Regions from separate parts of the Mus musculus genome. Here regions 1 and 2 are each linked to region 3. Evidence: chromatin contacts called from public ChIA-PET and promoter capture Hi-C data. All regions are on one chromosome and are shown on one strand. Each heading gives the region's core, a stretch centred on a gene start, on an enhancer-like site or on the middle of the called end of the contact. The rest is flanking DNA. Distances are from core to core; before and after follow the strand shown. Region 1 overlaps Mkrn1 (makorin, ring finger protein, 1). Region 2 overlaps Dennd2a (DENN/MADD domain containing 2A). Region 3 overlaps Gm34147 (a long non-coding RNA gene).

The links. ChIA-PET counts read pairs in DNA pulled down with a chosen protein or histone mark. Capture Hi-C pulls out chosen DNA fragments and counts their contacts.
Region 1: a contact with region 3 is called in an RNA polymerase II ChIA-PET map of memory CD8 T cells, with 18 read pairs. The contact joins two enhancer-like sites. A contact is called at or near these places in 1 of 39 promoter capture datasets (macrophages), 2 of 484 Hi-C or Micro-C datasets (Th2 cells and nephron progenitors), 4 of 115 datasets of contacts at active chromatin or transcription factors (CD8 T cells, embryonic stem cells, memory CD8 T cells and 1 more) and 2 of 9 other capture datasets (embryonic stem cells and macrophages).
Region 2: a contact with region 3 is called in a promoter capture Hi-C map of adipose tissue. The contact joins two enhancer-like sites. A contact is called at or near these places in 1 of 39 promoter capture datasets (embryonic stem cells), 1 of 115 datasets of contacts at active chromatin or transcription factors (pancreatic cancer cells) and 2 of 9 other capture datasets (adipose tissue and liver).

Annotation. Positions count from the first base shown.
Region 1 is chr6:39,396,016-39,400,322 of GRCm38.p6, reverse strand. It overlaps Mkrn1 (makorin, ring finger protein, 1), which reads left to right. Exons shown (of 8, transcript NM_018810.2): 7 at 387-525; 8 at 889-2,502. The coding sequence ends at 1,098. Among named protein-coding and RNA genes, the nearest start is that of Rab19, 17 kb to the right of the region's middle. Within about 2 kb of position 1,777, at least 15 of the 459 cell types and tissues checked have an H3K27ac peak or open chromatin away from gene starts, as enhancers often do. A contact at or near this core is called in memory CD8 T cells, where this site is marked.
Region 2 is chr6:39,490,984-39,495,059 of GRCm38.p6, reverse strand. It overlaps Dennd2a (DENN/MADD domain containing 2A), which reads left to right. Exons shown (of 19, transcript NM_172477.4): 7 at 356-406; 8 at 1,874-2,061. The region is part of intron 1 of Gm52860 (a long non-coding RNA gene); the gene reads right to left. Among named protein-coding and RNA genes, the nearest start is that of Gm52860, 23 kb to the right of the region's middle. Within about 2 kb of position 1,814, at least 85 of the 459 cell types and tissues checked have an H3K27ac peak or open chromatin away from gene starts, as enhancers often do. A contact at or near this core is called in adipose tissue, where this site is marked.
Region 3 is chr6:39,255,540-39,259,875 of GRCm38.p6, reverse strand. All of the region lies in intron 1 of Gm34147 (a long non-coding RNA gene), which reads left to right. Among named protein-coding and RNA genes, the nearest start is that of Gm34147, 7.9 kb to the left of the region's middle. Within about 2 kb of position 2,860, at least 190 of the 459 cell types and tissues checked have an H3K27ac peak or open chromatin away from gene starts, as enhancers often do. A contact at or near this core is called in adipose tissue and memory CD8 T cells, where this site is marked.

The DNA.
Region 1 (4,307 bases), core at 528-3,027, 140 kb before region 3:
TACTGCATAGGATAACTGCTTGCCCAGTGTGTGTCCTGCTTTAACTTAAACACAGTCCTTGGTGTATGCCGAGGGATCTTTACAGTGAAGTCTCCACTCTAGCTAAAGCCTGCGCAGGGATTCCAGCTCATTCCAGGTCATGAGAGTCAAGGCTTAGGAATTCTTGTGCTTTGTGATTATTCTAAAAGATTTTCAGTTGGTGTTAGTGCTGGTAAACCATGCACATTTAAGCAGAGACGTTTCTAGTCAGTGTTTGGAGCACGTGTTTCTAAGAACACAATTTGCGGGGGGCTGTGCTCTGCCCCTGTTAAAGAGAAGCCCCTGATGCTAGTCGATACGGGCCTGAAGTCCACTGTGAATAAGGGTTGCGATATTTTCCTTTCCAGCAACAAGGCGTGCAGGTATTTTGATGAAGGACGTGGGAGCTGCCCATTTGGAGGGAACTGTTTTTACAAGCATGCGTACCCTGATGGCCGTAGAGAGGAGCCACAGAGACAGAAAGTGGGAACATCAAGCAGATACCGGGTAACTCTCACTCTTTTTTTAAAGGAGGGGAAATCGCACACTGTCAGTTGAGACCTGCACATATTGGGGTAGGGGAAAATGACACTCAGGTGTGGGGGTGTGGGGGAGACTAGAGTAAAAGAGTCAGACTTCAGAAGATGGAAGGGGTAGGAAAGAAACAGTGTTCAAAAGCCCTAGCCTAACATGTTGGCTACAAATAGCCAAAGGGGAGGCACTGGCAAGGTGGACTAAGGGAGACCTCTGGTCCGCCATGCACTCCCTCCCTCCCTCCCTCCCTCTGTGCCACACGGTTTACCTGATGAGCAACAGGATAGAAGACACTGCTTGACAGTGCCACCCCTATCATGGCCTTGTTTCTTACAGGCCCAACGAAGGAGCCACTTCTGGGAGCTCATTGAGGAGAGAGAGAACAACCCCTTTGACAACGACGAAGAGGAGGTTGTCACCTTTGAGCTGGGCGAGATGTTGCTTATGCTTTTGGCTGCAGGTGGGGACGACGAGCTGACAGACTCTGAGGACGAGTGGGACTTGTTTCACGATGAGCTGGAGGACTTTTATGACTTGGATCTATAGCAGCGTTGCGTGGCGCGGGCACTGGTCTGCGGAGCCTCAGACAGTAGCTGTCCCCTGTGCTGTGTGGCAGTGCGTGTGGCTCTCCTAGGCAGGCCTCTCAAACTCCAGGTGCTGTGATCACTTCCCAGGGCCTGTTCCTCTACCCTCACCTCCCCCAAGAGTGTGTTGTTTTCTCTGTTTCAAAAGTTACAAAAATAAATCTTAAAGTTAGTTTTTTGTAACATGAATTTAACTGTCAGACAGTTAGTGTAGGTTTGTTGCGCCATCTGTCCTCAGCCAGGTTGTGTTCATGGACTTTGCACACTCATTCTGAGACCCCTTTGAGGTTCAAAGGAAAAAGCACTGATTGCTTTGGGGTCCAAGGATAGGGGCAATTGGGAAAAAAGGGACCTAAGTCGCTCTCTGCGCTAGATGTGGGAGGGCTCCCCGAGGTTTCTGGGAGATCTGCACCTTCATGGTTTAGAGCTGTTCCCTGCCCTGTAATCCCCTACATGTGCTTGTCCTGTGGGTTTGGGTTCTTGTTCAGTTGCACGCAAGAAAGACTACTGGGTAACCAGAACCAGGTGCAAATGTGTTGAGGTTAACCTGAGAAAAATGTAAAAACACAGGGAGGATGCAGTGGCATTCCATCAGCGCAGAGCTGGCAGCTAACTCCCAAGGGTCGATGGACTTGGTGGGCGAGCACGAGCGAGCATGTGAGCAGCTTCCTTCCCATCTGTGCATAGGTGCAGTATTCTTAGCTTTAGTGGGCAGATGTGGGTTAGTGGTTTCAGCCACATGTGTCGGTAGATCTTAAAGGACCAAGCAGTATGTCAGTAGTTGTTAACGTAGCAGTAGCTGTCTGTCTGTATGCTAGAGAAACGAGATCAGCTGTAGAGGTTAAACGACCTGCTTGTCCCCCTCTCAGTACAAGCTGGGTCTTGGACACACTGATGTTTTGAATGTTTTACAGTCTAGCCTTTTCAGTCAGGCACTTTTTGGAAAAAACTTTGTCCTCATTTGAGGGGGCCTGTTGTGAGGTTCTGTGCTTGTTTTTGTGGGTATCTGCCTCATTCCATCCCTGAGCTTTGACAGGAAGACAGGTGGATTCCAAACTGAGGTGCTGGTTGTACTAGAGGTATCTGTCGGTTTGCAGAAGTAATGAACCCTTCCCCACCGAAGAAAAGGGAGGGTGCGGCCACCCACGAGGCAAGCAAAAGTTAAGTTGCTAAAATTCCTTGGCGGGAATTTCACCTTTGCATTTTGTTGCTCTCTTTCCTGAAATAACGTGGGAGATGCTCTGATCTGTCCTCTGCTTTGCTTCCGCGGAACTCACCCAGTCTTAAAAACACATCATCATTGCAGAGGCCTCTGTATTTTGCAGCTGCCCTTTTGTAAGAAGCACTTTTCCCAAATAAAACGATTTAAAAAAAAAAAAAAAATTGGTCTTGTGTGATGACCTGGCTTCAGAACTACAGATGGCAGAGTTGCTCATATCGTTCTTAATCATGTGTAGATTGGCTAGAAGTGGGCCTCTTCAAGATGGCCAGGCTGCCTTCATCCACAAGTTCACAGTCTCTCTCCTAGTAATAAGTGCTTGCAGTGAGGCCTGGTTCAGTCGGGCTCCTAAATAAGACAGGTGATTGGGAACTTGAAAGACTAATCTTTTTGTTTTGTTTGTTTGAGTCAGGATTTCTCCATGTAGCCCTGGCTGTCCTGGAACTCACTGTGAAGACCAGGCTGGCCTCGAACTCAGATCCTCCTGCTTCTTCCTTCCTAAATGCTAAGATTAGTGCTGTTCAGCACCACACCAGGCTTAAAAGTGTAATTTTTGCAAGATTTATTTATTCACTTTTTTTTTTTTTTTTTTTTTTGAGACAGGGTGTGTCTGTGTTCCCCTGGCTATCCTGGAACTCATTCTGTAGACCAGACTGGCCTTGAACGCAGAAATCCGCCTGTCTCTGCCTCCCAAGTGCTGGGATTAAAGGCGTGCGCCACCACGCCCAGATTCACATTTTTTATGCACATCAGTGTTCTGTTTTCATGCTCACTAGAGAGCATCAGATCCCATTACAGATGGTTGTAAGCCACCATGTGGTTGCTGGGAATTGAACTCTGGAAGAGCAGCTGAGCCATCTTTCTAGCTCCTCCAGTTAACATTTTTGAGACAAATCTCACTGTGGAGTTCAGACTGGCGTCAAACCAAACCCATAGTCATATCCTTTAGCTTCCAAGTTGCCCAGGTAAATTTTTTTCAGATTTATGTGTGGGAATATTTTGCCTGTATGTCTGTCCCATGTTGCCTGTAACTGCAGCTTGTAGGGGATCCAGGACTCTGGACAACTGCATTTGTATACAAACCCGCATACAACACAAACTCAAGTAAAGTCTTATTTAAAAACCTATCCGAGCTGGGTGGTGGGCTACACACCTCTAATCCCAGCACTGAGGGACAGAGACGGGCTTTTCTCTTGCATTTGAGGCCAGCCTCGCCTAGAGATGTGAGTTCCAGGACAGCCAGGGCTACACATGGAAACCCTATCTAGAAAAAAATAAAATAAAATAAAAAAATCCAGAGTTCAGTCCCCAGCAAAAAAAAAAACACGTGAGACCATGCCATAGGTTTGGGGTTGGGCGGAGCCGGGGCACTTCCTAGTGGAGGCTTTGGTCATCACACAGACCCTGTTCATCAGCTTCTCAATCTTCTCATGGTTGTTGACTGGGAGGAACAGCATGCACGGGGTACACATGAAAAGACAAAAGTTCACACACCAAATACCTCACAAGTCAGTCAAGAGCCTCGTGTGATTTTTTTTCTCCCCCTCTTCCATGGCAGAAAGTTTTGTGAAAACTGGTTATGCCGCCAGCCCCAGGCACTGGGAAGTCACTATGCGCAGACGAAGAAGAATAAACCTGGCTGAGCCACTTCTTTGTCCCAGTTTAATACCATGTCATGTCCTGTCTTCATCTGCTTTAAAAAAAAACTATCACAGTAAAATGAGGACTTGTTTGTTTGAGGGGGGGCCTCACAGGAAGTCCTGGCTGTCCTGAACTACGTAGACCAGCCTGACCTGGCTCTGAACCACACGAGAACCTGTCCAAAGTCAGGCATGTGGCATCCTTCATCCCAGGTCTTGGGAGGGGAAGGACAGCTGGTGCTAGAGTCTGTTCCAGGCTAGCCAGGGCAACAGAATGAGACCTTGGGCCACCTCTTCCACGTTGGCTCATAA
Region 2 (4,076 bases), core at 565-3,064, 240 kb before region 3:
CTGCTTCTTTTCTGCTCTTCTCTCTGGGACAAAGGGCCAGGAGCCAGCTCAGTGGCACATGCTCTGGCTCCCTCTGCCTTGCCTACCATCAAGTCAGCTGAGGGCTGCACATCACCTGACTCTGGCAGCAACCTTCCTGGCTACTACAGAGGGCTCCTGCCTCTTGCTGTATGTAGTCTGCAGAAGGAGCCCTCTTACCCAGGGTCTAATCGGTTTGCTAAATCATTAAGTTGAGCAGAATTTGACTGACACTTTTTACTTAGTTGGCAAAACACCACCTATGACCTAGAAGTTTGGGGTTTGTTTCCTGCACTGGGCTCATATATGCCTCTTTCTTCCTTGTTCTTTGTTCCAGTGACAGATGAGAACAGTGAGTCTGACAGCGACACAGAGGAGAAGCTGAAAGGTGAGGAGAGCAGGTGCATGAGCTGGCTGGGAGGTGAGGAGAGCAGGTGCGTGAGCTGACTGGGAGGTGAGGAGAGCAGGTGCGTGAGCTGACTGGGAGGTGAGGAGAGCAGGTGTGTGAGCTGACTGGGAGGTGAGGAGAGCAGGTGCATGAGCTGGCTGGGAGGTGAGGAGAGCAGGTGCGTGAGCTGACTGGGAGGTGAGGAGAGCAGGTGCGTGAGCTGACTGGGAGGTGAGGAGAGCAGGTGCGTGAGCTGACTGGGAGGTGAGGAGAGCAGGTGCATGAGCTGGCTGGGAGGTGAGGAGAGCAGGTGCTTGAGCTGACTGGGAGGTGAGGAGAGCAGGTGCATGAGCTGACTGGGAGGTGAGGAGAGCAGGTGCATGAGCTGACTGGGAGGTGAGGAGAGCAGATATGTGAGCTGACTGGGAGGTGAGGAGAGCAGGTGTGTGAGCTGACTGGGAGGTGAGGAGAGCAGGTGCATGAGCTGGCTGGGAGGTGAGGAGAGCAAGTGTGAGTGTGAGCTGACTGGGCAGCTATAGACATGGCTCCTTTCTACAGCTGAGGGACAGACAAGGCCTGCTCAGGCTTGCAGATCAAGGCATGAGTGTCAAGTGTGAGCAGAGGTGGGCCAGGCCTGTGCAGAGATCAGGTGCGACAGTACTGCAGCCACCTGTTCCTCCGCCTCTGACGATGACAGGCACCACACTGGATAGTGGCTGTGTGAGCTGTAGGCAATGTCTTAAACTCTCAGAGCCTCCGGCGCCTTGCTTGAAAGATGAAGTTGGTAAAACAGTTGGTGCCTGTGGGCCTGGCGTTCAGCAATCCGGGTCCAAAGCCTGAGTCCATTTTTTTGAGATTTTTCAGACCCCATGAGAGAACAGAGAGGGCAGCCCTGGGTGTTAAGTGAGGTGATAAGACTGGTCTACCTAGTGGCTCCCCCTCATTCACCTCTGACATCGTCAGCTACCGGGCCACCCCCAGAGCAAGCAAGGCTGTTCCCACTGCAGAGAACTGACTGGAGCAGAGGTGGGAGGGGGCTCCTGAGGTAGCTGAGTCTCTGTTGTCGCATCATACAGGATGTTTACAAAGCTCTCAGCTCCAAAAGTCCCATGGTCTGGATTTTGTAACATCACACAAACTGAAGACACGACAGTGAACGAGGGGGAAGGTGCCTACAGTCGCCACCCTAAAAACCCCTGGCCCTTCCGACTCAAGGCTTAGCCAACCCTGGCCAGTCCTGAGCCTGGGTCCTGTGCCTTACTTGGTTGCCAGGCCTGTAAATGAATGGCGCCCCTCCCACAAGTTTGGCAAGAAGCCAAAGAGTTTTCTACTAATTTGCTAGATGTGGAAAGACTCGGGGGATTAGACAATGTACTGAAGCTAGGAATTACATAAGCAGTTGAATGCTGAGCAGTTCCACATTGACAAATGAGTCACAACAGGCCTGTGGCTTCTTTCTCTCCACAGCTCACAGCCAGCGCCTGGTCAATGTGAAGTCTCGCCTGAAGCAGGCCCCTCGATACTCATCGCTTGACCGGGATCTCATTGAGTACCAAGAGAGGCAACTCTTCGAGTACTTCGTGGTTGTGTCTCTGCACAAGAAGCAGGCAGGGGCCGCCTACGTGCCAGAGCTCACCCAGCAATTTCCTCTGAAGGTAGGGGACACAGGTCCCTGGGGGCTGCATGGGGACTACCACGTTCTGGCCATCAGCTTGGGTTCAGGGAGGGGTAGCAGTCCATGAAAGGCTTAAGGTCTAAAACCTTCCAAGTGAGCCCCACGGAGTGTCTGCCACATGAAAAAACTAGTAATGGGGACTTGAAAGACAGGGTCCAGGAAGACAGATTAAAGGATGCAAAAACAACAACAACAACAACAACAAAAAAAGCGGGCAAAGATAATCCAAGTTGTGGTGGCATATTATCTGTAAGCTCAGCACTTAGGAGGTGGAAGGAGAGGCAGGTGGATCTTTGTGTGTTTGACGTCAGCCTGGTCTATGTAGAGAGTTCCAGGACAGTCAATGGTACACAGAGAAAAATAGAGAAACCCTATCCCTAGTCCCACATAAATTGGACAGGGTAGTGCACACTTGTAGTCTTGGGAGGTAGAGAAAAAGGATCGGAATTTCAAGGCCATCTTCAAGGGTACATAGTGAGTTCAAGGCAGGCCTGGGATACATGCGACCGTATTTAAAAACAAACAACAAAACAAAACAAATGAAACTTCCTATACCCCTATGGTCACAGTGCTGATCATCTCTGTCATTCTGCAGGCTCCTTATCCAGCCTGACTCAGCATTTTCTTCATAAGCCACAACAACTCCTAAGTGCCATCACATTTATGTTTGAGCTAAATCTTTGCATGTATCCTGCTTCTCTACGTGTTGGGGGAAAGCCCTGCCCTGTTGTGGCTTACACCACTGATAATTTCATGGCACCTAAAATAAAGGGCACTTAATAAAGCCTACACAATGTAGCCAGTGTTGCCAGAGGGACTCTTGCATTAAAGTGTCTACTGTACTCTAATTCAATCCAACCAGAACTTACATCCAGACATTCTATCAATTTTCTGCTTGGTCCCAAAATGATTAGAAAGATAAATAGAGTGGGTTTCCTGCCCTTTCAGAAGGTAACAGAAGTAAGCTAAAAGAATGAGTTTTTGCACCAGAGCTGTCAGGAGATGGCATATGACAGTCATCGTACAAACCAGAGCGCCAGAGAAAGGGAGGAGACGGAGCTCAGCTTGGTTCATGCTGAGCTTCTGTGGCTGTTACTTTATGCAAGATCCTACAAGGTCTGGACCCTGCTGCCTGGCTGTCTGCCTGCCTGCCTGGCTGCCTGTTTCCCTGCCTGGCTGTTTCCCTGCCTGCCTGCCTGCCTGCCTGCCTGCCTGCCTGCCTGCCTGCCTGCCTGCCTGTTTCCCTGCCTGGCTGTCTGCCTGTCTGTCTTCCTGCCTGCCTGCTTGTGTTCTTCCCCAGCCAGCCTTCTTTCATCATAAAGGGCTAGCATAGTCTTTAAGTTCTGAACAATGGTATAAATGGAAGTAACCATGGGCATGTGTCCTCCGTACAAGAGCCTACCCTCTTCCTTCAACACCTTTAAGGAACACGCTCCTGAAACCCCTAGTGCATGGCTGTCTGGGTTCTGGGGTGTTGCCCAGTGGATCCATGTGAGACAGGCTCATACTTATAGCCCAGTTGAGAGCCCCAGTAGGCGCCAAGGCGTGAGGACCAGCTTGTCATTCTGCATTGCCCTCAGGGCTCGGCACATTGCTGTACACATGGTAACACTTAATTGGGGTACCAGAACAAAGGCATTAAGTCATGAATTAATTACTTAGTCATTAGAGCTGCTAAATGCTTGCCATTTGCTGCCTGGAGCCTTTAGACTCAGACTCCCACTAAAAAAAAACCTTTTAGGGGATATAAGTCACTATTGAAAACAGAGCTAATTCAAGAAGACAAAGAAAACAGTCACCCACAATCTGCAAGAGTCACCCACGGCTAGCACACTGTTGTTTCTGCTTCTAGTCCTTCTTCATACTGTGTTTCCTCTATTGTTATTCTGCAGTCATAGCTATGGTTTTCATAGCATGGTCCATGCACAGATATGCTTGTGAGCATATTATTTTAAAACACATTTAGTTCAAATTCTGAAGCATATGTTTTTGAAG
Region 3 (4,336 bases), core at 1,611-4,110:
CATTCATTGTTAGGGATACAAATTGTCCAAAACCATCTCTTCTTTCTTTCCTCTTTCCAGTTCTACAGGTGGAACCCAGGGCCTCACATAATACCATTGAGCTATATCCCTCTCCCGACTATTTAAGTTATAAGCCGCAAAGGTATTTCTATTGTAAGTACTGGTTACTTAGTTTCTCTCTTTCTCTCTCTCTCTCTTTTGTTTTTTGAGGCAGGGTTTCTCTGTATATCCTCGGCAGTCCTGAAACTCACTCTGTAGACCAGGCTGGCCTCTCAGAGGTCCACCTGCCTCTGTCTCCTGACTTGAGTGCTAGGATTAAAGGAGTGGACCACCACCACCCCTCTATAGTCTTTTTATTTTTTACATCAAGATAGGGCTTCTGAACTCACTACTCTGCAGACCAGGCTGGCCTTACCACCACCCATACTTATAATTTTATTCTCATGAAAACAAGTCCACACCCAGTCTCAGTTCCCTTGCACTTAGATCACAGAACAGGAAGTTCCTGTGGCTGTCTTCAGTTCTCTTTTAGGCTTTCTTAGGAGAGGAGCAAGTTTTACACACTCTTAGGCCCAGGGACATTTGAATGAAAGGCTCTGTAGCTGTGCAATTGGCTTCTATCACTAATCTTGAGTCATATCAGACTTTTGAAGATGTAAGTTGTGCTGGGCGTGGTGTTGTACACCTTCAGTTCCAGCACTCAGGAGCAGAGGCAGGTGGATCTCTGTGAGTTCAAGGCCAGCCTGGTCTACAGATGGAGTTCCAGGACCGCTAAGACTACACAGAGAAACCCCAAAAGCCAAAAACCAACCAACCAAACCAACAAAAATCACACCGTGTCTGTGGGTCCTGTACCTTGCTGCTCATCTCAAGTCACTTCAGGGGCACAGCCATGCCACAGATCAAATATACAATGCTGAGCAGGTGGTGGTGCTACACACTTGTGGTCCCAGCTCTTGGGAGATGGGGGCAGGTAGTAGTTTAACTGAATGTCTCTCCATAGTTTCAGACATTTAAACATTTGGTCATAAGCTGGGGGAGCTATTTGGGAAGGCTATGGAACCTCTAGACGATGTGACTATGCAGTCAGAAGTATGTCATTGCAGGAGGACTTTGAAAGTGTACAGCCCTGCCCCAGTTTCAGTTAGCTCTTTGCTTTCTGTGTGTGGTTCAAGATGTGACATCTTGCCGGGAGGTGGTGGCACACGCCTTTAATCCCAGCACTTGGGAGGTAGAGGCAGGTGGATTTCTGTGTTCAAGGCCAGCCTGGTCTACAGAGTGAGTTCCAGGACAGCCAGAGTTACCCTGACAGCCAGAGAAACCCTGTCTCAAAAAACCAAAAAAAAAAAAAAAAAAAAGAAGTGATATCTCAGTTTCCTGACACCATGCCTGCCTGCCTGCCTGCTGCCTCGGCTTCCCCATCATTATGTACTGGATCCTCCTGAAACCGTAAGCCAAAAATACACTCTCAAGTCGCCTTGATCATGGTGTTCTATCCCGGTAATTTCAAGTAAACAAGGCAGGAGGGGTCAGGAGTTCAAAGCCGTCCCTGGCCAGGTAATGAGTCCAAGGCTGCCCCGGGCTATAGAAGATAATGATAGTCCCGTAAGATTAAGTTGCCTATGCCAGGTGATGGTGGTACTTGCTTTCAGTTTCAGTATCTGAGAGGCTACACAGAGAAACCCTGTCTTGAAAAACCAAACCAAACCAAGCAACCAAACTAGACTGAGGGAGCAAAGAACCTATTCATCCCTTCATTGCACTTCAGCTGAGGATCTTAGCCAGGCGAGGTCTCTTCCTTTGATGTAAATTGCTCTTCTTTTCCAGTCAGAACACCTGCACTGCAGCCCCAAAGCAGCACTAACTGGCTGTGGCACTTTGGGTGTGGATTAATTAATCACAGCCCCCATATGCAGACTTACTCTTGCTATAATGAGTGAAATAATTCAGTGGGCAGCAATGGAAAACACTAAAGCATTAAACATCTGCAGCAGGGAAAAGTGACACAGGACATGGCACAGCCTGGCTTCCTTCCCTTTCCTCCACTTCCCGCTGTGTGGCAGAGGTCAGACAGGCTCTCAGATCCAAATCACAGAATCCAGGGACACGGTGGGGATGTCATACACACCTATGCCAGACTTCTGCAAAAGACACACACACACACACACACACACACACACACACACACACACAGAGAGAGAGAGAGAGAGAGAGAGAGAGAGAGAGAGAGAGAGTCCAAGAGAAGGTTCTTAGTGTCTAGGTTTCTGATGTCCCTTACAGATGGGGCTGTAAGGTTTCTACTATATTGGTGCCGCTCGGTTCCAGGAGCTACTATTTGTCCGAGAATCACAAGGCCTCTTTGGCCTCGCGGTTCACACTCCGGAGCAGCTCACTGGAAAGCTGTTCTTTCTGTACGGGGTTGAGCGCCGCAGCCAGGCAGCGGTGTTCGGCATGGTCCCTACCACCTCTGTCCAATCACCTCCTTTGGGACGCTTTCCCAGTTAAGCCAATGTGATCCTTTCATGGACATCTTTCTGGTCCCGTATGAGGCGGAGCATCTATCCCTAGCTACCCACAGGAGCTGCGCCTTTGTCATTTTCTCAGACTCTTTTCTAACTCCCATAAGCCTATCGAAGGGGTGGGGGTGGGGTTTAAATTCCTGGCTCTGTCTTTTAAGATGCTGGGGTTAAAATGTTCTGGGCTCCAGACAAAACTGTGGAAAACACGTTCTCAGCACTTATAGAAAGTATTTCCACCCCCCGAGAATAGTATCCACGCCTCATAAAGCAAGCTCAAGCGGTTCCGGAACACAAGAGCACTGGCCCAGTTCCCGCCTCCTTCGGCCCCATCAAGTGTCATTGTTCCTAGGTTCCGGGCAGCGAGCAGCGAAAGCCAGTCAGGCTGGACCAGCCGCAGCTCCCGACTCCCCTTCCCCAAGCAGGATGCGAGGCGGGGTGGGGGTGCGGAGCCTCAAGTCCGCAGCTGCCAATCACCGCGCAGCGCACGTGCCGCACGTTTCCCGGCTCCCGGCGGGGGCGCAGGGCACGCGCGGGGGTCCGCGGGCTGGGGGCTGGGCTGCTAGGAAGCCTGGAGTGTGAACGCGCGGGGTGGGGGTGCACAGAGAGGTGTGAACGCGCAGGAGGTCCGGGGAGATGCTCAAGGGTCTGGGAGAAGAATGCGCTGGCTGGAGGAATTCCTCCTGGGAACTCTGTGCCGAGTGGGATCTGCCCACTGTGTGGCTGCTTCCTGGGTAATTAGGGGAGCTCCAGGAAACCTCTAGTTCTGTTTCCTTCTCTCTAAACACTGGACCTTAAACAGGTGGAGAAGGTCTGTTGTTGATTTGCGGGTATACCACCACCAACGCCAACGGCACGGAGTTCAAAGGTTGGGCTCCGGAGCACCTGCTCAGAAAAAAGCAGATCGGCCTTCTATACCCCTCGGTCTTCTCCACCGTTCCACCGCCAGCCAAAATGTGAAGAAGTGCTCCTTTCTGGTAGTGGCTTTCAAACACCAAATATGCAAACGGAGGGTTGAAGCCCAGGGAGCAGAGGGCTGCCCATGAGATGCGTTTCAGGCCGGTCCCACCTGCCCAGTGTTAGATGGTTGTTTGTTAGGCAGAGTCTTCCTAGGTACCCAGTTGCCTTGGCACTCGATGTGGAGCCCAGGATGGTCTCGAATTTGTGGTAATCCTCCTGTCTCAGCCTTCCAGGTGCTGAGACTATAGGCCTGTGCCACCACAGCCTGCTCCATTCTAGGCACTTGTTCACTGTTTGGTCGTGTGAAGCAGAAATTAAGAAGGTGGTAGAATGAGAACTTTTCTGGGGAGATATTTTAGGTCCTGGGTGTATGTCATGAGTCTCTGAATGCTGGATTGGTGTGCCTGTAGCTCCCTGGGCTGTATAGTTTACACAATGGCCTGTAACAACTTCTCAGAGAAGAGCTCCCTTTGAAGTGTGGGCAGGATTTGCATTCTCCTGACTTCACTAGTCTGTTGTCTCAGTGGCTCCTTTGATGTGGTGGTGACCAGGCTTATTAGAGATCAGCCACCAGGACCAAATAGATCAACCATCCCTTCAAGTTCACCTCGGCCGGGATGTACATGTCAAAAAGGCAAACTGAGATATGGCAGAAAGTATCGCAAATTTTCCTGTTTTCTGTCTTTATTACGTGAATTCTGAACACTTTTTTTTTTTTCCAGATGTGCTAGTTTCTTTGAGTCTAGGAAATTATAACAAAACCTTCCAGGCTGAAGTGCTCTGCCTCCCTATGTTACTGTGTTTAATTCTCAGAGTAACCCTGAGGCTGGGGACTTGTCCACACTTCATGGAGGAGAAAG